Linked DNA regions of Sus scrofa: region 2 is linked to region 1. The links are chromatin contacts, called in public HiChIP or PLAC-seq maps. All regions are on one chromosome and are shown on one strand. Each heading gives the region's core, a stretch centred on a gene start, on an enhancer-like site or on the middle of the called end of the contact. The rest is flanking DNA. Distances are from core to core; before and after follow the strand shown.

Region 1 (5,267 bases), core at 1,155-3,654:
GTTTGCTTTTTGGCGGCTCTCTCACTTCTTCCTGGTACAGGTCCTCCCTCCCCTCCCCACCTGCAAGAGACTCGAGGCCTTGAAGTTGATAAACCCTGTCAAATATATTTGCATAAATTCTTCTTTTTGTCTTTCAAGCTACAAGACCTAGATTTTGCTTTGTCTTAATGGGCTTGATCACATGTTGTATAGAATGCTGCTTGCTTGCTTGCTTCTGAGTGGTACTGGGTCCTCAGGGCCTGCATACATAACCAACAACATAATTCATAGAATCTAGTGAAAAATAGAACTGCAGGGATCCTTGCTCAATAGTTATTAAAATTTTCAAGTGAGTGACAGCAGAGCATTGGACCAAGAGCTTGCCTCCATGAAATCTGTTATTTCTACATAAATAAATTCTTATGACTAAGCCTAGGCATGATCTGTGACTTAGCCTTCATTTGTTTCTTAGCTATTTTTAACTTGCAAACCAAGATTATTCTATCTCTCTCAGTGCTTTGAAATCTTCCACTGACCTCTGGTTTCTGTTGTTGCTATCAAAAAGTCTGCTGTCAGAGCTTCCTGGTGGCTCAGTGGGTTAAGGATCTTTGTCATTGCTGTGGTGTGGGTTCCATCCCTGGCCCTGGAACTTCCCCATGCCGTGGGTACAGCCCCCCCCGAAAGTCTCCTGTCAGGTTAACTCTTGTTTCTGTTGTCAAACTATTTTCCCCACTGATTTATTTTGCCTTTGGCAGTTTTTTCTTACAATGTATCTATTTTTATGTATCTTGTTTTGACCTAATTTTGCTTCCTGGATCTGATTTTCATCCCATTTTAGAAAATTCCCAGCCACTACCTTTTAAAATATTACCTCTTGCCCTGTTTTTTTTCTCTCTGGAGGTCCAGTGTGGTAGATGCTAGAACTTTTCATGTCTTCTTTTCATTTTTAAAACCACTTTATCTTTGGGTGCTGCACTCTAGGTAATCTCCTTCCAAATAATTTTCTGGATCTCCAATTCTCTCTTCAGCTGTCTCATCTGATCTTTAAACCCACTGGCTGAGCTTTTTCTTTTAATGATACACATTTCATTTCTAGACTTATATTTAGTCTTTTTTTCAAATATATTTGGTCTTTGAAAAAGAGTCTGATAGTATTATTCATAATTTTGACTTCTCCTTTTGCATTTTAATTATCTTGACCATATTTTTTTTTCTTGATAGTTTCATTATCTGATGTTCTTGGGGAGCCTGTGGTTCAATATCCATGTCGCCTATTGTGTGTGTTACTTTGGTTCTGTGTGGACTCTTGCTCTTGTCTCCTAAAGCATTTTAAAGCATTTTATAGTTTTTGACTGTGAGCTCCTAATTTTAAAAAATGCTCACTCTCAGGATCTTGTGTGGCCGAGGTTGAGGATCTGTTTCTATAGAGAAGTTTTTCAATTTCTTTAGCAACTTCCCCTATGATATTATGAGATTAGAACTCTTTTTATGTTACTTAATTGATTTCTAGACCATGCAGGTGAATACATTTAAATTCAAACCTGTGTGAAGTGTGGCCTGTGGTTATGAAACTCAAGGTGACTTTTTTTCCCTGCCAGAGCTCCAAGTGCCCAGACAGCCAAAGTGTCAGCACCTGCCCTGCTGTTCAGCCTGCTCTGGTCTCAGGGATTTCCTTTGCTGATCTCAGCTGTGCTATTAAAACTGTGTTTGTTATTTTTGTAGGCATATCTAGGTATTTTGTGGCCGGAGGTTTTTCAGATTCTCCTTTATGATATTGCTACAAATGATAGTTCCTGTCATTCTGCATTTCTGAGCTCAGAAAAAGCCTTCTCACTATGGATTACATATTTTGAGATCTCTTTCGATGTTAGAAACATCTTTTGGAGGAGGCCAGGAGCCCTGACTAAATTCATGGCAGTTCTGTTGTGCTGATCAGAAAGTACTCCTCCTTTTTATATATGGCTGTTAGTTAGATGAGACTTTGATTTTGTTCTGCAAAAGAAAACAGCTAATGTACTCTTTGCTAAAAATGACTGGCGTGCACAAATGGCTGGATTTATTTAGAAGGAACATGTGAGATGTTTAAACAGATCTTGGGAATTTGAGGACGCTGGGAGGGTTGCTCAGCACTGAAGGGAAAACAGAGGGAGAAAGGCATTTCACATCCCTGGGCCACGCTTGTGCTCTAGCTTCAAAAAATGCAAGGATTTCTCTCTGTGCTTCCTTCCTTTTGTCATTGAATTTTCTGCCCCTTAATGATCTGCTTTACAGAAAATGAGAAAGTCTTTGCCCAAAGAAGCTCCAGAGAAGTGAAGTCAGATTACTGTAAAAGGCTTTGCGGCTGAGTCAGCAGGGAGGGCAGCTGGAGATCATTTCCTGTCTCAGCCTGGAGAAGGGCGCTACCCAGGAAAGGGATGTCTGAGCTGGAAGGACTCTAGTTGGTTCCTGAACCTCTCCAGGGACCTGCAAGGCTCACTGCATGGACTGTTCTGATAGCCAGACAGGAAAAATATAGCCCTGCGGACCAGGAAGGAAATTCATTCATTTGTTCATTCATTCATCACTCTTACTTCCTATTAAAGTGAGGGGGGGTGTCTGGGGAATTTAGGCAGGAAACTTTCAATATGAATAGATATATGCACTTAACTTTTGTTGTTGTTGTTGCGTGTTTTGCTTTTACTATTTTTAGAAACATTTATCGAAGTACAGTTAATTTTTTTATTGTTGCTTTTTGGTTTGAAAACCTTATTTGCTCTGAAGGCAAAACACTTAATGATGCTCAGTGGTTTTGTTGTTACTATTCTGTGAATGTGTTTTTTAGAAAAAAAGATGGTTCAGTGGCATGGCCTTTGCCAATGAGGGAATTCTGGGCCTATTCGTTCATTCATTTTTTTCCATTCAAATAGTATTTATCCAGCATTATGCTATGTAAGGCTTTGTACTAGTGCTTTTGGTCTAAAAAGGCAAATTATAAATGGTCCCTGCCCTTGGGAATCTCAAAGTCTAATGCCTTGAAAAGAGGCCAGGGAGTTCCCTTTGTTCCTCAGCAGGTTGACTCGTATCCATGAGGTTGTGGGTTTGATCTTCGCCTCACTCAGTGGGTTAAGTATCCAGCGTTTTGTGTAGGTCACAGATGCAGCTTGGATCCTGCATTCCTGTGCATGCACAGAAAAGGCTAAATGAGACCAAATTACTCTTCAAATAATCTAAGCAGAGATTCACAACGAATAGTTCCATAGCTTTTATTATTATTATTATTATTATGGTGATAAAGGAGACATAACATAACAACCGTTTTAGCCATTTTTCAGGGACGTTTTCATTCACGTTATTGTGCAACTACCATCACCATCCATTTCTAGAACTTTGTCATCTTCCCAAACTGAAACTCTGTCCCCATGAGACACCAGCTCTCCCTTCTCATCCTGGCAACCACCATGCTGCTTTCTGTCTCTCTGAGCTGGACTCCTCGAGTTACCCCTACAAGTGGAATCATGCCACATGGGTCCTTTTGTGCCTGGTGCATCCATAACTTTTTTAATCGAAGGAAACAGGCTTTACAGAAACAAAAACCTCAGCCTTGTCCCTGACTGATTCACCACTTGACTGGGCCCAGGGTAAGACAGTCAACTTTTCCTAATGCCCTCAGCTCTACAATAGCTCAACTGCTTTATAATCTTTTTTTTTGGAAAAGTCCATCCCAGTGCGTGATATTAATCAGTTCATGTCTGCTGACATTTTTATAGTGCTTAGGAGGCTGCCGCTCCCTGGAGACTCCACACAGCATCCCTCCATGGGTGGCGGCACAGTGAGGTCAGAAGCTCACAGGTGGGCCAGCACCTTGGCTCTGCAGAAAGCCTGCTGCTTCCATAGGCTGCACGTTTCCCAGGGCTTTGAGTAGAGAGCCCCACTGTTCCCAAAGCCCAGCTGCCTGCCAGAAACCCAGGCCCTGCGGATGTCCCTGCCCTGCCCTCCTCCCCCTCATTGACGTGAACTCTGAGCCGGGCTGTTTAGCATCTTTCCTCTGGAGCCAATCAGACACCTGCCAAAGAGCGCCATCTTTTGTGTCCCTTGCTATATTTGAGATCTTTCATGCATTGGGAGTCCTCAGTGGGGTTAGAGAAAGACCTGAAGTCAGGAGGAGGACTGGGTCAAGTTTCCAATTGTATTTCTGGGGCAGTTGGATGTGAAGTGACATGTGTAATTTACAGTGGGCATGGTTTGATGCCATTTTCTTGGGGTTACTTTTTTTGCATATTCTTTTCCACAATGGTTCATCCCAGGATATTGAATATAGTTCCCTGTGCTCTGCAGTAGGATTTTGTGGTCTATCCGTTCTCTATATAATAGTTTGCATCTGCTCATCCCAACCTCCTGCTCCACCCCTCCCGCAATGGGGTCTGATATTTTTTTTTTTTTTTTTTTTTTTTTTTTTTTTGTCTTTTTGCTATTTCTTTGGGCCGCTCCCGCGGCATATGGAGGTTTCCAGGCTAGGGGTCGAATCAGAGCTGTAGCCACTGGCCTAGGCCAGAGCCACAGCAACTCGGGATCCGAGCCGCATCTGCAACCTACACCACAGCTCACGGCAACACCGGATCCTTAACCCACTGAGCAAGGGCAGGGACTGAACCCACAACCTCATGGTTCCTAGTCGGATTCGTTAACCACTGCGCCACGACGGGAACTCCGGGTCTGCTTCTTATTCCACCAGAATATAAGATCTACACAGGCTGGTCTGATCACTGTTGTATCCTTAGCCCAGAAGACAGCCTGGAACCAAGCATGAATATCTCCTCCAAGTAGGAGGAAACATCCCGTTGTCAGGATATTTGCTACATCAAGCAATACACAGAAAACAGTGTTATTAGAAACCAGAATATGAGACCATTAATAAATTCACTCATGCTACTTAATCAAGAAATATTCCCACCTATCTCTCTCTGACTGACTTCCTTTGGTCTGAGAATCTCTAGTTGCATCCATGTTGCTGCAAATGCCAGTATTTCCTTCTTTTTCATGGCTAAGTAGCACCTATATGTGGGATATAAAATATGGCACAAACGAACCCATATAGAAAACAGAAACAGACTCACGGACATAGAGAATAGACTTGTGGTTGCCAAGGGGGGGGGAGGGAGAGGGATGGACTGAGAGTTTGGGGTTAGCAGATGCAAACTATTACATTTAGAATTGGTAAGCAATGAGGACCTACTGTACAGCACAGGAAACCATGTCCAATCTCTTGGGCTGGATCATGATGGAAGGTAATATGAGAAAATGAGTGTATA
Region 2 (5,267 bases), core at 1,598-4,097, 110 kb after region 1:
GGTCATCATCCTAGCACCCTTCTCTTGGTGAGCACACAGGCCCTGGACTCTATGTCAGCCTGATGGGACTTTCTGATCCCTGACTTGCCTTAACACACAAAGGCTTCTCTCCAAGAGCTAGAAGGCTGGTGACAAGTTTCACTCATCTGTCTACCAAGAGAAATATTTCAAATGCTTTCTATTTATGGCTGTGAAGTCTTGTGATGACCCAAGGCGAAGGTGGACTCTCTCTGTACATTGATTTTTAGTGCAGGCTTCGTGTCTGTAGGTAATTATTTTTACCATGCAAGTGAAGCAAGAAATTAAATTGGGTTTCTTTAATGAGGGGGAAAAACTAGCACCAGAAATGAAAGATCACAGGAGAACCTGAGCAGGTAACCTGTTTGCAAATACTGTTCTTGCTTTGGGTCTCTGTGGCTGCTAAAAAGGCATTTACCATTTCTCCATCCCCCTCCTCTCCCCAACACACACGCACAAGTGCACACATGCAGCGCTGTTTTTGCTTTCTCTTGGTTTCTCAGGAAAGAAAAATCCCCTAGGATCCTCCTTTTCTGTCTGCCTGACAAACCCAATAGGCAAGCTACATTAATCTATAAGTGAAGGTAATGGTTTTTCTGCTGTTTCATACATGCAATGTCAAATTCATGGATCCAGAGGCAAGAGGAGGCCCTGGGAGGGCAAATCCTCCATTTCATGGTTACCCGCCAACCCGCAATGCTGGAGGGATGTCCAGGAGCCCTCTGGTTCCCCCACCCCAGGAGGGAAGAGACTGTTCCCCCCACCACTCGCCCTTCTCCACTTCAGGACTGCGGAAGACAAGGCTGGATCTCTGAAAACAAAGGCCCAGAGAGTCAGATTTCCACCCTTATCCAAAGTGCCATGGCAGCTTCAGACATCCTGGCCAGAAGTGGCTTTGCAGGCTGCCCCTCCAGGAAGGAAGATGAGCGCCCAGGGTCAGAAGGCTGTGAGGTTTCATAGGCTCAGACACACCATTACTGTGACCTCAGTCTCTCTTATGCCAAAATGGACAGGGAGCCGTCTGACTCAGTGCTGTTTCTAGAAACTCGCCAGGGAGCATTTTCCTTCAAGTCAGCTCAGAACACAGGGACGTGGCCCAGCCAGGTCCTGCATGGGGTGGCAACTGCAAAATCCATGGCACCCTGGCCCCCATCAGGGCCACTCTCCTGATTCTGAGTCACCAGTTAAGGCTAGGGGACAGGAGTTGCCCTTGTGGCTCAGCAGATTAAGAATCTGACTAGTATCCATGAGGGCACAAGTTTGATCCCCGGCCTTGTTCAGCAGGTGGAGAATCTCTGGTGTTGCCGTGAGGGGCGATGTAGGTTGCAGATGCAGCTCGGATCTGGCATTGCTGCATGGTGCTGTGGGTCGGCGGATGGAGCTCCGATTCGACCCCTAGCCTGGGAACTTCCATATGCTGCATGTGCAGCCCTGAAAAATAAAGGGAGAGGGGGGCTGCTGCGGTCCTCCTGCTGACTTCTCCCCTGATGCACCCTTGGCTCTTTCCTCCCTGACACCACCACTTCCAGCCCAGGACGGGGCAGTGAGCACGCACACTCCTGAGGGGCCATGACCCCTCTCAGAGGGCCCGCGTGGTCCATCAGAAGGAAACGTTTCACAGTGAGGCCGCTGCGGGCCTGGGAGAGCAGTCCCTGCCAGAGCCTGGCCTTCCTCCAACAAAACGGCCCGGTTCGCCCCTGCTGCAGAAACTTCTAGAACGAGAAGAGGCCCTTCCCAGCATCCTGCTGCACCCAGGGCTAGGAGTGTCAATTTATACAGTGAGGGGAGCCAGCAACCCAGACCCCGCTTCTACGTCACCTGCCAGCTCTCGGTCTGGAGACTTGCCTGTGGTCACCATGTGTCACCTCCCAGGAGATGTTCCACTTTCCAAGCAGGTGAGACAGGAACCCTGTTAAAAATAGCTGGCTGGACTCTTCACAGAGTCCCCCTTATAAAGCAAAACCACTGGCGCTCCTCCGTCCCTGGCCTCAGGTTCCCTCTGGGACTGGGTGGGCCTGGTTCCCGCTGCACTGAACCATCACCACCACCACCTCCCCCTGCCAGTACGCTCTGGTGTGGCACCCCAGCACAGTCCAGCCAGGAGTCACCGCTTGTCTGTGTCCCAGCCGCCCACAGGGCCCTTGGGCTGTGGCCACTGAGCAGCTTTTGCTCCCTGGGTTCACCTCGGTGACCGGGGGCCGCTGGGACGGTCCACACCCTCTCCCTGCCTTCCTGCTCCCTTTAGTGTTTGGCGGGCCAGGCTTTCTGGAGCTTTCTCAGAACTGTGGATGCATTCCCAGTGGAAATCATGACATTTTCCGTTTCACATTACGCACTCCACAATGCCTCAGGAAAAGAGAGAGAGAAAGAGAAGGAAAACAAGGCCTGGGAGCCAGCCCCTCTCTGTCAACAGCCGGGCCAGGCCCTCTCTGTTTATCCTGGAGTCACCTCCCGGAGCTTGACAGCCAGCGCTCCGTGTTTGCTCCTTCCGTCGGAGGACTGATGAATAGGTGACCTGCCTTTTCTATCTGCTCCTCTGCTCCCGTGGCACCTCTGGGCCCAGGCATGCCTCTCGACTTTGTTGTGTGTGGCTTTTTTTTTTTTTTTGAAACTTTACTTTCGACTGCCATGGTAACTGCTGCATGTTTGGCAAAGGGAAAGAGGAAAGAAAAAAAAAAAAAAAAAAAAAAAAGCTGGGAGAGAAGAAAAGGAGCTCTCAGCGCGGGGCTGGCGGCCGTCCAGGGTAATCATGCCGCAGAGCTGAAATGAGGCCTCTGGCGGGCAGCCAAGTTACAAAGAACAAAGCTGTCAGTTCCTAATGTTGACGGCAAAGCCTGCTTGGCACCCTTATATGGTTTCCCAGAACCCCCTGCCTTGGCCGCCATCCATTCCCTTCAGGGCAGCAAACAGGATTAGCCCAGCGCCGAGTTGTTTTTCTCCCTCTCCTCCAACTGTTCCAATGACATCATCCCCGCTGCATTCATTTGCCAGCAGGGTGGTTTTTCTCCCTCTCTCTCCACCTCCCGCCCTCCCTCGCTCCCTCCATCTCTCTCTCACACACACCTCCACTCCCACTTCCTTCCTGTGGCCGCTCCCCGCGCCTCTGCCTCGCTTTAAACGCAATGTTTTAGGTCATTCCCCTTGTCCGGCATCCCTGCAAAATTAAAAATGCCCTGGTGCTCGTACATTTCGCTGAATCAAGCCAGACGTTGTATTTTATTTTTATAACTGAATTCCTGTGAGATAAAAATCTCATTTTCCTTAGCAGGCTGTAATCAGCACTCGCAGGGCTGTGGTTTCCAACTGCCTCGTCTTGTGCTTCCTTATGAAGCTCCGCTGAGAAATGAATTTGGCTCCCATTCAGGTTTAAAGGGCCCGAGGCCGGTCATATGTTGCTCGTTCACACACACACACACACACACACACACACACACAAAATGTGTGCACAAAGACCATTGCACACGTGCGAGCACCTGCACACACACCCACAGCCACGCAAACAAAGGGTACAGAGATACCCACTGAGACAGACGGACACGCAATCAGCACCCAGGGTCACTCTTTTCCTTGCAAGCAGGAGACCAGGTGAGTAAGTAGAAGCCAAGAGCGTCTCCCCCGCCCCTCCCCCAAGGCTGGTTTCAACCAGCAGGCAGGCAAGCATTATGCAACTAACGGCTGGGTTCATGAAAGGAATGGAGGTTCTCCGACTGCACAAATGGGCCCCCGCCCCCCCACCTCACTCTGATTCATGAACTAGTTTTCAGATTCATGAATCACTCGGGAGCCAGCAAGAGAAAAATGAGTAGTATTGATCTCATGGCGATGGAAATGGACTCATTTATGGCCGTGCTGGGTGCGGACAGCTTTCCACCAGCAGACACTCGTCAGCGTCCAAGGGCTGCAGGAGGTGCCTCCACCTGGAGGGGGCAGGGATGCTTGAGGGCTTCTGAGGAGGCTCCCCTCCTCTGATTGTTTAATGGACATAGAGAGACCTACTGGGACATGGACTGTGGCTAGACGCCTCTGTTCTCCTTGGGTCGGTCAGTGGCCCTCTTTTGAGTATTTGCCACCTTTTTTCCTTTTTTTTGGTCCACTTTGAATGAAATCTTTTAAGAGGCATCTCAGAGCAAATTCTTTTCTGGATTTCTGGTGACTTCTCAAGGACTACCTAAAATAGAAATTCACCTTCTACTAGGTGAATTTAAGTTCAAGTTCAACTAGGATGTCTTGGGGTTTGCTTCTTTTGCAGCTTTAAGGCAAAGAGGTAGCTTTGACACTTTTCAGCCCCTTGCACGTTCTTCAGCAGAGAAGCCCTGGGGATACAGACTCTCTAGATTTGGAGTGATCCCATTTATGTCAGGAAAGGCCATCCTCCCACTGGACGAGTGTCATCATACAGATGGGGCTCCGGGATTTCACAAAATCATTCTTTTCCTGCCCAAATGGAGTGATGGTGCTCTGGACTGACTTGGGGAGGTGGGCACTGAGCTGGGGTCTGGTGGCATCACAGACAGGGCCCTCCAGTCCCTGGCAGGTTTGTGAAAGGGGACACTGCTTTCCAAATACTTTCGTTGGGCCCCTTGAGTTTCAACTCAACCACTTTCTCTCTTGACACATGCCCCTCAGCCCAGTCCTGCTCAGCTTGTTGGACTCACCTTCAGGGGTGGGGAAAGCTTCCTTTCCTCTCTAAAACGCTGCAGTTGAGACTGTCATGGGTAAGCAGATCATGATGGCGATTGGCTCTGATTTGCAGCTTTGAAATGGGATTTTGTGTGGTTTTCTGTTCCCAGGTCTCTCCAACCACCCCCACCCTCCCAGCTCTGGGAGATTTAAAACAACCAATTGGACATAGACTTTTCAGAAACTGAACAAATGTTGGCAGCCAACCACCAGAAAAGGATTCGATCCTGAGCTGCATCATTTTGGATCAGGGGTTTGGAAATTAGATTCTCGCCCATTGACTTCAGATGGACAGTCGCGCCATCCAATGCATTTAACTTGGCAGGGATTCTGCGTTGTGACCTTGCCCTCATTTATTTCTGCAGTGCCCAGAGAAAGCGGGAGCAGCCCCGAGAAGGCCGAAGAAGATGCATTTGTATGAATTTCAATAAGCTGTGGGTGCAGAGGTGGCAAGGGCGGCTTGGCATTTCATGAGGTCCGTGAGAAGGTGCCTTTCAGCTCTGAGCAGCCCCAGCTTTCTTGTGCTGAACCTGCAGCTAACTGGAGTCTCAGGCCTGCCGGGACACTGC

What was found. HiChIP or PLAC-seq counts read pairs in DNA pulled down with a chosen protein or histone mark.
Region 2: an H3K27ac HiChIP or PLAC-seq map of skeletal muscle shows a contact between it and region 1. The contact joins two enhancer-like sites. A contact is called at or near these places in 3 of 47 Hi-C or Micro-C datasets (alveolar macrophages, embryonic fibroblasts and retroperitoneal adipose tissue) and 2 of 2 datasets of contacts at active chromatin or transcription factors (alveolar macrophages and skeletal muscle).

The regions. Positions count from the first base shown.
Region 1 is chr14:56,338,682-56,343,948 of Sscrofa11.1, forward strand. No RefSeq gene overlaps it. Among named protein-coding and RNA genes, the nearest start is that of IRF2BP2, 200 kb to the right of the region's middle. Within about 2 kb of position 2,405, at least 28 of the 83 cell types and tissues checked have an H3K27ac peak or open chromatin away from gene starts, as enhancers often do. A contact at or near this core is called in alveolar macrophages, retroperitoneal adipose tissue and skeletal muscle, where this site is marked.
Region 2 is chr14:56,450,069-56,455,335 of Sscrofa11.1, forward strand. No RefSeq gene overlaps it. Among named protein-coding and RNA genes, the nearest start is that of IRF2BP2, 93 kb to the right of the region's middle. Within about 2 kb of position 2,848, at least 76 of the 83 cell types and tissues checked have an H3K27ac peak or open chromatin away from gene starts, as enhancers often do. A contact at or near this core is called in alveolar macrophages, retroperitoneal adipose tissue and skeletal muscle, where this site is marked.